Linked DNA regions of Mus musculus: regions 1, 2 and 3 are each linked to region 4. A link is a contact called in public HiCAR-type and promoter capture Hi-C data. All regions are on one chromosome and are shown on one strand. The core of a region is the stretch at or near the end of the contact, and the rest is flanking DNA. Distances in the headings are between cores, read along the strand shown.

The links. Promoter capture Hi-C pulls out the DNA fragments that hold promoters and counts their contacts. HiCAR-type assays count read pairs that join an accessible place to other places.
Region 1: a contact with region 4 is called in a promoter capture Hi-C map of stem cell-derived epiblast-like cells, with 4 times the contacts expected there. The contact joins the enhancer-like site here to the promoter of Lsm11 in region 4. A contact is called at or near these places in 5 of 39 promoter capture datasets (embryonic stem cells, hippocampal neurons, liver and 2 more) and 2 of 115 datasets of contacts at active chromatin or transcription factors (embryonic forebrain and stem cell-derived neural progenitor cells).
Region 2: a HiCAR-type map of fibro-adipogenic progenitors shows a contact between it and region 4, with 10 times the contacts expected there. The contact joins the enhancer-like site here to the promoter of Lsm11 in region 4. A contact is called at or near these places in 17 of 39 promoter capture datasets (the 3T3-L1 cell line, 3T3-L1-derived adipocytes, HPC-7-derived erythroid cells and 11 more), 10 of 115 datasets of contacts at active chromatin or transcription factors (acute myeloid leukemia, bone marrow-derived macrophages, double positive thymocytes and 7 more) and 2 of 9 other capture datasets (macrophages and pancreatic islet).
Region 3: a promoter capture Hi-C map of pre-B cells shows a contact between it and region 4, with 2.5 times the contacts expected there. The contact joins the enhancer-like site here to the promoter of Lsm11 in region 4. A contact is called at or near these places in 4 of 39 promoter capture datasets (the 3T3-L1 cell line, hippocampal neurons, liver and 1 more) and 4 of 115 datasets of contacts at active chromatin or transcription factors (embryonic forebrain, embryonic hindbrain, forebrain and 1 more).

The regions. Positions count from the first base shown.
Region 1 is chr11:44,744,614-44,748,600 of GRCm38.p6, reverse strand. All of the region lies in intron 6 of Ebf1 (early B cell factor 1), which reads right to left. Among named protein-coding and RNA genes, the nearest start is that of Ebf1, 130 kb to the right of the region's middle. Within about 2 kb of position 1,715, at least 31 of the 459 cell types and tissues checked have an H3K27ac peak or open chromatin away from gene starts, as enhancers often do. A contact at or near this core is called in embryonic stem cells and stem cell-derived epiblast-like cells, where this site is marked.
Region 2 is chr11:44,558,684-44,562,461 of GRCm38.p6, reverse strand. Rnf145 (ring finger protein 145) reads right to left here. Exons shown (of 11, transcript NM_028862.4): 9 at 2,343-2,490; 10 at 641-997. Among named protein-coding and RNA genes, the nearest start is that of 4930597A21Rik, 26 kb to the left of the region's middle. Within about 2 kb of position 1,916, at least 15 of the 459 cell types and tissues checked have an H3K27ac peak or open chromatin away from gene starts, as enhancers often do. A contact at or near this core is called in fibro-adipogenic progenitors and pancreatic islet, where this site is marked.
Region 3 is chr11:44,890,599-44,894,541 of GRCm38.p6, reverse strand. The region is part of intron 8 of Ebf1 (early B cell factor 1); the gene reads right to left. Among named protein-coding and RNA genes, the nearest start is that of Gm51859, 200 kb to the left of the region's middle. Within about 2 kb of position 1,436, at least 71 of the 459 cell types and tissues checked have an H3K27ac peak or open chromatin away from gene starts, as enhancers often do. A contact at or near this core is called in pre-B cells, where this site is marked.
Region 4 is chr11:45,943,096-45,947,332 of GRCm38.p6, reverse strand. It overlaps Lsm11 (U7 snRNP-specific Sm-like protein LSM11), which reads left to right and starts at 2,398. Exons shown (of 4, transcript NM_028185.2): 1 at 2,398-2,871. The coding sequence starts at 2,421. It overlaps Thg1l (tRNA-histidine guanylyltransferase 1-like (S. cerevisiae)), which reads left to right. Exons shown (of 6, transcript NM_001080969.3): 6 at 1-2,028.

The sequences.
Region 1 (3,987 bases), core at 466-2,965, 1.2 Mb after region 4:
GGCTTATGACACAGGCTGCCACTTCTGTCATGTTCCATGTGTACTGAGAATCTGAACCCAGGTCCTTGTGCTTGTGTAGCAAGTTCTGTACCTACTGAGCCATCTCCCTAGTCTCCAAAGGAGCTTTTAGGAAGAGGTTTTGGTCAAAGTGTCAGAGTTGGGAGGAGTTTCCTCTTCCGGTCTTGTAGAGGTGGAAAGGGAAGGAGGCCACTGAGCCATCCCTGAGGTCAACTTCTCATCTGTGCGTTGGGAATAACAATGCCTAAACCTTATTCTTAAGAAAAGTAAGTTCGGGCTGGTGAGATGGCTCAGCGGTTAAGAGCACCGACTGCTCTTCCAAAGGTCCTGAGTTCAAATTCCAGCAACCACATGGTGGCTCACAACCATCCGTAACAAAAATCTGATGCCATCTTCTGGAGTGTCTGAAAACAGCTACAGTGTACTCACATATAAAAAAATAAATAAATAAATCTTTTTTTAAAAAGAAAGAAAAGTAAGTTCATATTTAGATGGTAATTTGGTGAGGAAAGCCGTTGGGTATGTCTCAGGAAATAGCCTGCTGAGGAAAGCCTGCGAATCCAGATTCTCTATAATCAGATTATGGAAGGAAGGAAGGGAGGGAGGGAGGGAGGGAGGAAGGAAGGAAGGAAGGAAGGAAGGAAGGAAGGAAGGAAGGAAGGAAGGAAGGAATTAAGAAACAAAACAACAACAACAACAAAACCAACCAAATTTGGGAGCTAGGCTGACAAGATAAGCGAATAGCTGGCAAACATGACGTGAACTCGCTTTGTGGTATCAAACTCCAGGACTCGGCACCTGTTCTTTCTTTGCTTCCTTCACTGGGGTCACCAGTCGACTCCCAAGAGCAGGTTCGAAGAGGACCCGTGCTACAACAACAGAGGCTCTGCTAGCCAGGCATGTGAACCACAGGAAGCAATGAAGAGACCCGCCTCGAAGACATGGAATATGAAGCTACCTGAGTTTACCCTGTAACCTCCACATGCCTAGATCCATACCCACCACATACTACACATATGCACACATGCAGGAAAGAAGAAGGAAGATGAGAATTGCCCCTAAGCCTCCAGGGAACTTTTTCTGGGGGTGAGGGGGGGGGGTGGGAAAGAAGTACTACAAAAGGCAAGGGGGAAGACGGGCAAAGATGTCCTTTTAAAGATACTACAGGTGGCCTCAAAGCCTGAAGAGGATAAGCTCTGGGACAAAAAATCTGACTTCTCAAAAGCTCAACAAGCCATTACCTAGTCCATATTAGCCTCTAAGAGCTAAGCCCCTGGGGTGCCCTCTCACCCCCACCTCAGCAAAGTCAGGGAGAATTTAGACTGTTTTCAAATTGCTGCCCAGTGTTGAGAGAGGGGTCATCTAAAGCTAGAATAGAGTCCTTCTGCTACAGAAGAGAGCAGAAGGGTGCTTATATATTCGAGACAAGACATATGAATGTGGATATCTTATGTCTCTTCCTTGATCAACTTGCTAATTGCTGCAGTGATCTTTAACCTTTCTCTCAGAGATCCACACAGACTTCTCTCCTGAATGAAACTTGAGCTAACACAAAAGCCAAGGTGTGGCTGTTGTGTCTGTGTGACAGGCTGATGACCTTTGCTGGAAAGGTGCTTATCATGCCAGGCCATTGTCTTGCCTGGCCACTTCAATCTGCATTCACAGCTGCTCTCTCTCTCCCTCCCTATCTTTCCCCTGCCCAGCTGGGCTTCCTGTCACTCAAAGCTCAGCTGACTTCTTTGCATTCACCCCACCCAAGGAGGCATACACTGCCTCGCCTATCGGGATCCACAATTGTCCCTTAGCTAGAAAGATAGTTCAGGGGGAACAGAACTATAAAACGGGATCAGAAAGGAAGAGCTGTAGTGAGTGAAACGGTTTTATTCCAAAATCACATCTTTATGAGTCAAGGGCAGACTTGCATGAAAGGACATGCTAGAGAAGCCATGCTTTAAAAGATGAACATGGAACTGCAATGGTTTTAGGATTTTATTCAGAAAATTCTGGCAGACCTAGGGTATCCAAGCAAATGACAAGCAAACAGGGAGGGTTTGGGCAATGTCCCCCAACTTCAATGGCTTCCCTTCTTCCTCAAAGGAAAATCCTAAGGCCTTTGTGTGACTTGTGGGACCCAAGAAAGGAATACATGAGGCTTCCTCGCACTCTTTTACTTCCCCATTCATCTCCCTTGTTTCTCTCCAAGATACTCTTTTATGACCTACATCCTCCTAACAATATCTTCACAACCAACAAATGGTTACCCTAGTCTGTCTGCTTTCCAGTTACTTTAACTGGATGGCAGCCTCTGGCTCAGAGGGACCAATGAAACCATAGCCTTGTCTTTGGAGGAATATGAACTTGAGGCAGAAAGTCTGGCAAAACCACACAAAACTTTGGTGAGCGAGTTCCCTGTCTCAAGTAAGCTCAGGCAGCGATTCTGCTTTTACACTGTGGAAATTCTCAGTTGTCACTTAAGAGGCACTACCAAAATCTGCAACCCTGAACTGCTTCCCCTTGATGATAAGCCTCAATTTCTACCATTTTGCATAATTTTTTCAAGCTTATTGGTGAGAGAAAAAAAAAAGCCCTCCTCATTGGAAATAAACACAGTTTAGAGATTTTCTTTGTAGACAATCTCTTGAATACACACACACATTATCTCCCTGATAGGCAATAATGGCTCTTTAAGGCGCTGTCATGATCAATCGTAAAAATACATATTTAGAACACGTTAAAATGTGTGTATTATAAAAATGTTTTTAAATGAAAACTATTTACCCAAAAGACTATAATGGTTTTGAAGAGTATTTTGTAAATCCATACTTGAGACTTTAAGGGAAAATAAAAGATTTCTGACCTGGGAGATCATAAAGGCTTTACTGAAACCATTAATGTTTATTGTTGCTCAAGAGCTAAAACTGTTTCAGGGAACATGTATACAGCCCAAAGAAAAAACATCACATCTTCTTAAAAAGGGGTCTTCCTTGTACCATTCTGAACTGCCCCAAAAGCAGACAGACATCAGTCCATTATACTAACTAATGGCACACTTAGAAGAAAACGCCATTCAGAGATGGTAGCCTCAGGACTTTGACTAATGGGTATTGTTTAATGGTCAAAGACCCCATCAGCTCTGGTCACCAACAAAACTTCCTTAAGAGTAGTGCATTAAGACCTTGGTCACTGGGGGAAATCTGATAGAATAAACTGGAACTTTATCCCTTTTGATCCCAAGCCTGGTTCTGGAGAAAACAAAAGATTAATGACATCATTGAAAACCTAGTCTCCTAAACCACCCGTTTCTCCTTCTGCAGCCCAGATTCAAATAAACAAACACACCAGCAAACTATAGACAACTCATCTGAATGAAAACCCCAAGTCTCACACCGGGTGTTAACTGTTGTCTGCTGTGTTTCCCCGAGTAAGAAAATGAGATTTGTTTTTAATATGAAACAAATCCCAGGTCTGGTGAATAGTAAGAAGAAAAATGGATCGCTCCTAAAGTTTTAAATTCTGTTTAGTGACATCATATTTTACCCAACTCTTTAAACAAAAGGCTTTTGGGTTTGGGAAGAAAAACAAAAAGGAGTTGGCAGGGGTAGGAAGAGAACAAAGGCAACATCAAGAGAGGGGAATGGAAGGTAAGGGGAGGACTCTAAGATTTCAGATACCCCTAACACTATCATGCACCAGCCTGAAGCAAAATGTCACAGACAACTTACAAACAGAAGTTAAAAACTGGAACCAGTGTCACATGAGAAGCTCGGTTGGGCACAAACACGTGGGGCGGGAATTGAAAGGGGGCTGGTGTAGACCCACTTTTCACAGTCTTTCTCCTTTCAAATTCACAAATCTCTGCTGGGTTTTCTCAAAATCTTTACCTGTCGGGACCCAGTGGCCAGCTGGGTTTGATGAGGACAGCCACGCACCCCTGTAACGGGTGAAAGGGAGTCTGAGATGATAGGACTT
Region 2 (3,778 bases), core at 667-3,166, 1.4 Mb after region 4:
TGGGGACCAAACTCACTATGTTCCCAAGATGACATATCTTTCACTTGTACTACAGGGTAACCATCATCTCGGTCTGGGGCCAGAGCTGTATGGATGGCAGGCAGTCTGTCTACCCTCAATAGGACCCTTCCGCCTGCTTCTACCACCACTTTCCGAACCCCACAGGACTGAAAGTCTCTGATAGAGAGCAGCATTCTGTCACCCACCATGAAGTCTGGATGCTTCTTCCCCACCCAGAAGATATTAAGAAGAGTCAAAATCTTGGCACAGCACTTTTCTGAAGTTGCTGACTCCTGGTTGCTAGGATATATTTAATCACACATACACATGAACACTGTGTCTGTGTGTGTAGTCAGTAATAATATAAAATACACCTAACCTGTTTTTCCTTTATTTATGGGTGAGCAATAATGTTGGAAACAATAATAATTAGAACTTGAAAGACTATATTAAAACTGAACTTAGAACTAAAATGGATATGTTTATATCAGGGCTTTATTACTCTAATCTATGAGCCCCATTATCCCTTTCCAATCCAGAGATTAATTGTGCCCGGAAATTTACACTGTGACTGGTGCATGCTGCGGCCCCGAGGTCTACCCCGCCTGACCTATCAGCAGACTCCCCCTGAGCAGGTCACCTGGTAACAGATGGCGCAGATGTCGTTGTGTTTCTCCAGCTGCTCCTGCGTCGCGACAGGGAGAGACTTAATCTTATTCACAGCGTCCCTGCGCAGAAGGAAACTCTTCCAGCCCAGCTGGGCACGAAGCCACACGTTGTAGTAGGAATGGATGAAGATGATCATGGAGCCCATCACAGTCCACTCTCCAAAGATGGTCTCTGAGACGCCGTAGGCCACCACACAGAGGGCCACAACAAACTCCAGCAGACGATAAGTGCCATTCACGTAGTAGATGACGTCATCCATGTTTTCCACGGGCTCTTTGCGGAATTCCTCAACCATAAATAAGACGTAAATAAAAAGTGTTCCCAGAACCTGGGGAGGGAAGAGTATGTATATTAAGATAAATGTGATCATAAGAAAAGCATTCTCCCTGAGTTTAAAATAATAACACATGAACTCTTGGTACCCACTGAAGGCTGTGTGTGGGTGACAGTGACCAGTTACTGAGAGAGCAGACGCTGCACCTTCAGAAGCAGTGTTCAGTCTCCTCAGGCCCACCCGACCTTCCTCATTCCTCATCCGTCCAGTCCTTGTCTCTCAAAACACTTCACCTCTACAAGGAACAGGGCTGAAAGCATCGTTTCCAGAACCACATTTCCTGTCACCTCTTACTGGCCAGGCAGCAGAGACCTCTGCAAAAAAGCTTGCTGCATCCTGGTGATGTTGTTCATACATATGAAACACATGTCTGTCTGTGTGGCACATACATTAGCTATGTATGTTTATGGCACACATCATGCATGTGCATATGTGAGTTGTATAGATTTATATTACAAGGGTATTTTGAGTAGACATTTACTTTGAAAAGCCCATTCTAAACAAGCTCTAAGATATTTCAGTGTTATGGTTTTTTGGCAATTTAAAAAAGAACGTTACCATTTTGAAAAAACAAACAAACAAACATGTGCAAGTCTTAATTACATTTTCTGTTGTTGCTGCTTTGCTTTGTTTTGCCTGTCTTTGTGCACTTTTTGCCATGATGGCTTTAAAAATAAAGGAGGAGGCCTCTAGGCTCTCCCTCCCACAGCCAAGAAAGTAGGCAGTGATGGAAGGCAACCCCAACAGCCTGGAAAAGAAAGCTTGCCCAGGAGGCACAAGCTTGGGTGCTCTGCCACCACTAAGCTCCCTGAGCCAGAGCGGAGTCAGCCATGAAGACTAAAGAAGGCACAGTGCACTGTGTTCCCCGCCAACCCGTGGATGTCAGGGCCAACAAACCCCAGAGCAAACCGCCCGAGAAAACCTCCTCCGCCCTGCTCAGTCTGGACAGGGAGAAGGCACGTGTGTAGCGGGCTCATGATTGTGATGATGTGGATTTTGCCAACAAAACTGGGATCACCTAAACTCAGTCCAGATGGCTAATTCTAAATACTTTTTTCACCATAATAAAAGTAAAGCCAAAGGCTTTTTGTCATCACCACAAATGGAACACCACCCGGGTTAAGTAACGTTTACTAAAACTAGTATCTTCATGACATGCAAGTCTCATACTTGCAATCATGAAGACAGTTTTGACCACATGACAGTTTCGCATTTTCATATCACACTTCATCAGTATGCAGGATGCTCTAATAAAGAACGCAGAGTGGCAGGAGCCCGAAGCCACTCACTCATCTCAGAACACAGGCCACCAGGGGCACAGCGTCACTGTGAGGCTCACCTGGAGAGAGGTAAGGATGCTGCTGGAGATGATGATGAGAAGCCAGAAGTCCATGTGGAAGAACTGGCAAATCATGTAGGCCATATACGCAGGGAACACGAGGAGGAACAAGCAGAGGCTCACAGCACGGAAGTGTTTCCACAAACTCCTGGACAAGGCACAAGAGTCTTACAGTCAAGCCGTTCACAAACTGATTCCTCACCACGGCGGTGAGGGCACAACAGCGGTTCCTTAGTTCTGGAGTCACTTGTGGTGGGTTAGGTTTTCTCATGGCTTTTCCGTTCACTATAGCTACCAGTGTCCTTCTATAAACCACTAAGGGTGGAGCATACAGGGTCGGGGCACCCAGTGGTCTACTTTTGTTTTCCTCCCACAGCCAAGAGGGAACCCTGCTTTAGCGAATGCTGCTCCAACCACAAGTAATGCTAGCAGAGACACCAACTCCAGCAATAGCCCAGACCCTCAGGCAAGGCTCTGAGTCAGCTTCTGGTGGCGAAGGACCAAAAGTGAGCCTGACACAGCACCCTGAAGGGATGCAGAACCATACCAGTTCTTATGGAGCAATCGGGATCTTTCTCATCAGCTTTTATAAACGTTCTATAGTGTTCTAGCACACCCATCAATATGCAAAATTACTTAATGTACTCTTTAAAAGACACTTTCAGAATCAGCAGATATGAAGTATAGCCAAGTGCAGGTAGCAGTGTGCACGGGCTCTCCACCTGACAGGCTTTATGGAGAAACCGCCAACTTGAAATCTAGCCCCAGTAACTGGGATTCACTACACTCACTGAGACTGACACACGGCCAGGAGCTGGAGGCACAGGAAACTGACTTTTTCAGCCACGGTACCTTCTCAGAGGACGTTACGAAAGGTTTGCCCAAGCGGACTATGGGGCACTCAAGCAAAGCTGAACAGCTGTAATTATAAGCTAATTTAAGAATTATCTCACAAATCTGCTCTCACAATTCTACCTCCCAAGAGACTACTTCCTCCATGCAACAAATTCAGAACCAAATTCTAGAACCAACCATCAAAATATGAGGGAAAGCTGGGGGGAAAATGGTGACAGTGAATTGTAACCAGTTTTATCTGGGATCTCTTGTATGAACTACGAACCAAAATAGTACAGTCAGTTTTGTGTGTTTGTTTTAGGTGCCAGATACTGATCTAAAGTCTCCAAACAGTCTAAGCAAATCTTCTACCACTAAGCCAGATATGCCCGGTATGCCAAGCAGTATCTTGGAAGCAATAATAGTTTGGGTTTTAGGTCTTTTAAAATGTCTAGGGTTGCAGCCACCACACCATCAGCTCACTTGTTAGTGTCTATAGCCTCAGTGCAGCCTACGGACAGCCAAGAAGATCCTTGGGGCTGAACAGCCAGGCAGTGTAGCCAATCAGTGAGCTCCAGGCTTAGTAAGAGACCTTGACCCAA
Region 3 (3,943 bases), core at 187-2,686, 1.1 Mb after region 4:
AGTTTTACATTACGGGCTCAAATAGCAAGAGCCTCTACTTCTGAAGTCCACTCCGCAGAGAGAGCGGCTTTGACTTGACAATGGGAAAGAACAGTAGCCATGTGTTAGCAACTGTGTTAGCAACTTGGAAGTTTAAAGAGTGCAGAAACCAACTTGACTCTTCATTTAGCCACACCCAACTCCTTAACAGTTGGCCTCAGTTTCCCTTATTTTTAAGTGGATTCTATAACTGCATTGCCCTCCCCTGGCTGTTAAGAGCATTAAAAAAATATTTTTTTTCCCAAAACACTCATCACTAGACCACATGCACCAGCAGCAAAATCAGCATCCCTAGAGACACAGGCCCAGATCTGTAGTGTGCAATCTATTGGACCAGGAGCTGTAGCACTCACCACAAGATTGGAAAGGAAACAATGGACTTCTTTGTCCAACCAAAAGAGAGACACTAACACATGTAAAATTTCTAAGTTCACTTCTCAGAAGCAATTCTTAGACCTACACCACCCTTCTCCCCTCAAATGTCTAATGGTCTATCCCAATGTAATAGTCAAACAACCTATTGACTTTTTTTCGTCTTCACTTCACTAACTGCTACTCATTCAAATATGAGAAGCTTCCCGACTCCTCAGACTCTGCTGGGTCCCTTGTATTAAGCCTTCTTAGCAACCTGTATTTCTCTTTCACAGCCCTTATCAACATTGCCAATTAAATCATCGAGATTATCATTGTTTCCTGCATATGAATTGGTATGTACACATAGCTGTGTACCTCGTCATGTTAGTGCTGGCCCCGGCTTTGCTCTCCTCTGCCCCTCTCTTATCTAATATAGTAGGCAGAGAGCCGGTAAATATTTGTTGACCAGATAAACGACCGAATGGAAAGCAAATGAGCAATCATTGATGGTCTGATGTTGTGAAAGAACTGAAGTGGGTGGAGTAAAAGTTGAGGATCCTTCCAGCCTGCACTAACAAACCACCTCTTACAAAGCTGGGCAGCTCATGCCTGTGAATGTGGCATCTAGGAGGTAGGAGCAGGAAGAGCAGGGAGTTCAAGGCCAGCTTTGACTATATAGCCTGGGCTCCGGGAGACCCTGTCTCCAAAGAACAAGAAACAAACAAAACAAACGATTGCCGCTATACCCACAATGTGCTTCCTCCATGGATAAGAGACCACGTAGAGTCCTGTTTCCTGGGCTGCGCTGGCCTCGGTTCAAGCAGCTGGTACCCCATTCTCTTGGGAGTTAAAATTAGTATCAGTAACCCACACACAGCCATACCCCCTCACACCCCATCCCACCCCCACCCCATGAAGAAGACTCTAATCATGCAAGGACCCAGGTGGGGCTTTCTGACAGATTTAAAGTTAGAAGGGAAGGTAGCAGACACCGGAAGGTAGCAGCCACCGGCTTCCGGAGGCACCAGGACTTCCTGCCTTTAAGCCGTGCTGGGTTCCTGTCCTGCCTTCCCCACCCTTCCCCCACGCATCAGCCTCAACAGAGTTGCTGCTCTCTCTGCCATTTGAACTCAAATCCTATCTCGGAAATTGATGGGTGATGCTGCCCTTGACAACACAGTGTCAGCTTAACTCAGTGTCCAGCTGGTTCTGTGCACATTATCATAATGCGCTGCCTGGGCGGGCGCTGCCTGGGCGGACTCTGCTCGATGCTTGCTCTTGCTTCGTGTCCTTCTCTGCCTTCTGACATACAGAGATTGCTTGTTTAAAAATAAAAATAGAGACAATATCTTAGGAGAGGTTTTGATTTTTAGAATTTCTCTAGAACAGAAACTCTACCTTAATGGCAAAATGAACCTAAAAAGCTTTCTTTCAACCAACAACAACAAAAAAAAAAGACAAACAACAAACAAAAACACAGGGTTTATTGGGAAAAAATAAAAATGAATATTTCCCAGGGCCTTACATGTTTCCTATTAAATTGAATGAATTATTATTTTTTATCTTTAAAGCCTTTCTAACAGCATGCTTCAAACTTAAGTCATAATTTTGCTACATTCCAGTACCATGTAGGCAATTACTTACTTGATTTTATCGAGTTGTGATTTTTATTTTAACCATCTAATACTTTCTCTAAGCTTGATCTTACCCTAAGCACTAATGTCCATGAGATCACCGTTTTGAAGTAACAGCTGTGGTTTTTTTCCCTAATGGATTAAGATAGGCATATAGCTATTGTAAGATATCTTAAGTCATGCATGGGGATATATACCTGTACCCTGCAACTCAGGGACAGAGGTAGATGGATTATGAGTTTGGAGCCAGCCTAGGCTGCTTAATGAGATCTTGGTGTGTGAGTTTGTATGTGTTCAGGTATGCATGCCCCTACATACGAATGGTCAAGCAGAATATCCATTGGGTATTTTTCTCTCACTTTCTGCCATATCCCCTTGAGACAGTCTCTCACTGAACTGAAAGCTTGACATTTTGACTATGCTAGCCTGTGAGTTTAACTCGGCAGAACTATCACCTCGGTGTTTGGGTCGCTACCCCGAAAAGCTGTGTCTGTAGTTCCTCACGAAGTCAGAGACATTCTCACAGAATCATCAGAGCTTGAAGGGCGATCCCAAACCTCCACTTAATGATGAGGGGACAAAGGGCCAGAGAATTCCTAGTCCATCCTCAAAGCCATGTATGAAAGCAAGAGAAAGCTCCATCTTAACAAATTTCCGTAAGTAAAACTGACAAAATAAAGAGAAAAATTAGAGATTGAAGAGATGGTACAGTGGTGTAGAGCACATACAGCTCTTGCAGAGGACTCAACTTCAGCTCTCTGCACTCACAGCTGGTAGCTCACAGCTGCCTGTAACTACACCTCCAGAGTAGCCTGAAGCTCTGGCCTCCTCAGGCACCCAAACTCACGTACCCACATACAGAAACACATGCATTAAAAAACATATAATTAAATCAAATGAATCTTTACTTCAGGCCTAACTGTTCCGACACACCACGTTATAAACAGGGGCTTAGGAACAGGACATGGAAGTGTTTATTTCCATATTGCCACTGCGTGATTCCTTTTGAATTCTCACATGAGGGAGTCTCCAATGAAAAGCCAGAGCAACGGAGGGCCCTGGCTTGGAACAATGAACTATACAAATGAACACAATTGGAATTGTGACACATGATTGATCAAATACAGAACAACAAACAAACAAAAAAATAGCTTCAAAAAAGTTTTGTCATCTCTGGCCAAAACAAGAACAGACCCCCACCACCACTCCTCAAATGAACACGTCACAGTGAACTTATTAAAATAAGTGCGGTCGCTCATTTATTAGATCCAACCAAATAATGAGTGCTGGAAGTTTCCCACAGTTGACCAGTAGGCCAAGACATTTTTATAAGAAAGGCTTTGAGCCCTTCAATTTTCCATATTGTTCCTAGCATGGAGTTTCCTAATCATACAGCTGTTGTCTTACACGTTTTCTAATGCTCTCTTGGTTTTCTCACGGTCTCCTTTCCCCACCTCATATATGCCAGAGAGTCCATATAATCCACAAGGTACTTAATGAGAGCTGACTCTGAACATCTCTGCAGGGAAATAGGTGTTACCAACCTCCTGGTGCTCTTGCTAGTGTTATAGAAAACAGATCAACGTCCGGAGACGTGGCTCTGTAGTTAAGAGCAGATGCACTCCTGTTCAGTTCCCAGCACTCATCAGGAGGCTCACTGCTACCTACACAGCCTGTTCCAAAGATGCTGATGCCCTCTTCTGACTGTCCTGGAGGCCTGCACACATGCACAATGTGTGTGTGTGAGAGCAAGCACACACACACACACACACACACACACACATCTCTCTCTCTCTCTCTCTCTCTCTCTCTCTCTCTCTCTGTCTCTCTCTCTGTCTCTCTCTCTCTCTCACACACACACACACACACACACACACACACACACACACGATCTGGGCTAACTTTAGAAAACCTAA
Region 4 (4,237 bases), core at 1,149-3,648:
GCAAGGCTCTCAAAAAGGAGTCGAGTCGGGCTTGGGGTCACTGGTGATTGCAGAGGTTTTTAAATAGCTCCTCCCACCAATGGCAGGATGGGAACTGGCAAGGGGCAGAGAGTGGGGATGGGAAGGCATTTGTTCCCAAGGTGTTGAACTCAGTGGGGAAATCATGATTTCCCTTGACCCTGTTTCATATCTTAGAGGGAAAAGTTTATTTGGCTCCATTAGGAATTAATTAAAAGACAACCCGTGTCCTGCTGCTGCCTGGTCTTGCATTTACAGGATTTTCAGCCAAGAAGAAAATGTATTTTTGAAAGAGCAGCGTCTGGCCTCATCCCTCACTAATTGACACTCCATCTGCCGATGCCGGTGTTTTTCCTTCCCATTCTCCCCTCTCCCCAGGAAGAAGCAATAGAGCTCATGTTTGGTAACTGCTAAAATCTTTTTAAGAGGAAAAAAAAGTATAATAAAGACTTCAGCTCCTTGGCCTACTTAATTGGTTCCTACAGAATGAGTTTAACTTGTGTGTTTGTCTTAAGCTAGGATGCATGTCCCCACATAGCAGACATCCAGAGACCTCTGGGTACATTTTTTTAAAATGTTCATTTGAATGTTGAATTTGAAAGTGCCAATGTAAGATATCCATGTGGATGTTTGGGACTCTTCAGTGATTTTTTTAAAAGCCCAAATGTTTCTGATACACAGCTATGAACATTATAGCACTTTGGGCAAGCAATTCCCTCAGCATACTAGAGAGGCAGTAAGATCATTAGCTCCTGATGAGCAAATTTAACTTAATGGTAGGTTGATAGCATGTTATATCAAAATTGGCCAAGTAGGGAATAAAGACCCAAGTTTCATTGACAACCGCTGGAGAAAGTGTGTGCTTTCAGATCCAGGGAAGTCTCCCTCTGGGCATGCCCTGAGATAGTCATTGAATGGTGCTGGAAGTTTTCAGTCATTGAATGGTGCTGGAAGTTTTCATGCAGGCAGGGGATTTTTAAAGCAATAAACCGGGGTTGAACACAAGTGTCATCAAGTACCATTACCTACCCAAAGCTTGCTCTTTATTTCGTCTGTGTGTTTCCCTCCTACGATGCAGCTCACACGGTGGTGGCAGTGTGCTAAGTTTCATCTCTGTCTTAAAGATAGTCAAGTGTTCTTTTGGGCCACATTTTCAAACTTACAGAAAGTAAAGAAGACCCCAAAGCAGCTAGCGCGGGCTGAATGCCGGTTGATACTTTGAGAAGGTGGTGGCACTTCGGAGAATGACTTGTGTGGCTGGAGATGGCAAGAAGCAAGACAGCTATGCTGGATGGGGAGGGACTTACCTCCAGGAGTCTCACTTTTAAAACCATTCCTTTGGGGTTGAAGAGATGGCTATTCTTCCGAAGGAAGACCCAGAACCCACATGGTAGCTCACAACGAGCACAACTCAGGGGATCCAGCATTCTCTGGCCTCTGTGTGTATGTCTGATTGCTCATAGTGCACAGGCATACATGCCGACAAGCATACACATGAAATATATCTTAAAGAGTTTTTGCTGAACTAGAGCTAAAAAATAGTGTTGATTCTTTGGATTTTGCAGTAGTCAGGAGAACATCAAGGAGTCAGTTTTCTTTTCTTTGATACCAAGTGTTCTCTAAACTTAGTGGGCAGGGAAAGGAAGTGAGGATGTAGTCACCCGTCTTTTATAGCACTCAACCATCTAGCATGCACCCACTGTATACTCTGTACCCTTCCTGTCATATTTCAGACGACAATAAGAACTCAAAAGAGGCTCAGTAATTTGAGCTTAGACAGGCTAGCCTGATCCACATCAGGAATATACTTAACAGGAATGAAAAATGGGATATGTCTTGTCTTCCTGTCCTTTGCCTCCAGCTCAAGCCGAACAACAGAGAACATCCTGGGACTTTAAAATGCTGCTCTTGGGGTCTACCCCCCGAGTCTGGAGCATCAACCATTCTAAGCTGTCTGTGAATATCAGTGAGTTTTACTAAATAAATGGTTAATTGTTACTGCCTCCAAAATGTTGGCTTTGTTTTCGAATAATGTGTCCCTACTTGTATATTTTGTTGACGTTAGATCTCAAATTCAGAAGAGATAGTTAATATCAATGGGGGAGGGAAACGAGAACTAATAAACAGTATCTTCTTTAGTAACAAAAAGGTCAAGAGGACAGCCTCAACCTGTCTGCTGTCTGTGGAGGCGGAGCGAGGCCTGAGCAGGTCACGCCTCTCAGCACGCCCCTGCCTTGCGCCACGCCCCCTGCTGCTCTCCAGAGCGAATCTATGCTGCCCCCTGGTGGCCGCGGCTGCGCAGTGCGTCCCCTTGAGCCGCGGCTGCGGCTGCGCAGTGCCGCCCTCTGGCGGCTCGGCTCCTTCCTCCCGCCCATCGGCTTCTGCTTGCGGGCCTTTCAAACATGGAGGAGCGCGAGTGGGGGGCGAGGTCGGCTCGCGCCGGCAGCCCAGCCAGCCCGCCCAGCCCGCGGCTGGACGTCAGCTCCTACAGCTTCGACCCGCTGCTGGCCTTGTACGCACCTCGCCTGCCGCCCATTCCCTACCCCAACGCGCCCTGCTTCAACAACGTGGCGGAGTACGAGAGCTTCCTGAAGGGCGGGCGCACCGGGCGCGGTCGGGCTCGGGGCACGGGGGAGCCGGCCTCGGCGGGAACCTCCACCGGAACCTCCACGGGAGCCGGGAGCTCGTCCAGGGCCCGTCGCCGCGCCGCGCCCACCCCGGATCCCGAGCGCATCCAGCGCCTGCGCCGGCTCATGGTGGTCAAGGAGGACACGGACGGCACGGCCGGAGCGCGACGCCAGGGCCCGGGGCGCAGCAAGAAGGCACCCCGCAATGTGCTTACGCGGATGCCTTGTGAGTGCTGTGGGGCGGCCGGAGGTCTAGGCAGGGCTTGCAAAGGGCGTCTGCGGGAGTCTCGAGGGCCGTGGGGGCGCGGGCACGGTCACCTGTGAGTCACAGAGACTGTGCACGAGTTGAGGAACAGGGAGAGTGACGACCCACGGCGGTGGGGATGAGGTGGGGGTGGGGGAGATCTGCACAGGCTATCATGTCCGGAGGAATGTCCCCCAGGTAGTGAGGAGCTGCAGAGGGGCTGCGGTAGTGATGAGGCTTACGGAGCGATTGTAGGGCTTGTAGACAGTTTGGGGGGATGGGGCGAACATCAGAGGTCTGCAGAAATGATGAGAGGTCTTGGGGACCACTGCAGGGAGTTGAGGAGGTGTACAGAAGTTGTGTTGGAGCACAGCCAGTCTGAAGGTGTGTGGGATTTGAGGGTCAGGTGGAGAGTGAGGAGATGGATATGTTCACATAATAGCACAAGAGACGTCTCCTATCCCAGCATGGGAACTGACAGCCCCGCCTGGGGTGCCGTTTCCGCCTGGGCTGCAGGGACTTGATCGGCTTGTGTTCACATTAAATCACTAGTGTTGGAGTGCCGCAGACACAGAATGCTACCAAAACACAGGTGCGGTTTTACAGCTACTGGCTGGCTGGGGCAGGACTATCTGTCAGGCTCAGGTTACCCTGTGTGCAGGTTGTTTTAAAATTCTAAAGGTAGAAATGGCACAAGAGAATTTCTTGCAGCTTCCTAATAGATCCGCAGGATGAATGAAGCCTTAAACAGCAAAGGTTCTAATGTGCTATTTAGATCTTGTTTAAATGGAATAAAAACAGCCTAGGGCTATATCAAATAGTTATGACATCTGCCCTGTGAACATAATGACCTACTTAGCCAGTCATAGCTTCTGTAGCCTGCTAATTAAATCGTTACAATGTTAAAGTGGCTTCTTTTGGAATGGAAGGTGTGAACTCAGTGAGAGATTTTGTTTTGTTATGTTCCTAGAAATTTGTTTATTAAGAGAGAAAGACCCTGAAAAGCAGTGCGCTGCTGCCGGAGCCTTTGTGGGCTGGCATACTGTACCAGATCCTCCCAGCACAGCCAGGATTTCCCAGAGCTGGCTCTCACAGCCGGAGCAGAAAGACAGAGCGTGCCTGGCTCTGGAACAAGCTGCTACAGTACTTTCTTTTTGCCTATGTGTGTTGCCACTGTGAGGTTATTGAATTGCACCCAAGTCTCAGAGTGTGACACTTATTCCTGCTACCTCCTTGCTACCAAGATTGTCTCGGGAAACACTTGAGAGCAGTTCTGGGTTTCCTGTGCTCTCAGGACTGTGAGAGGACCAGCTCCACCTGGCTCTCACGACTAAGTTCATTTCTGGAG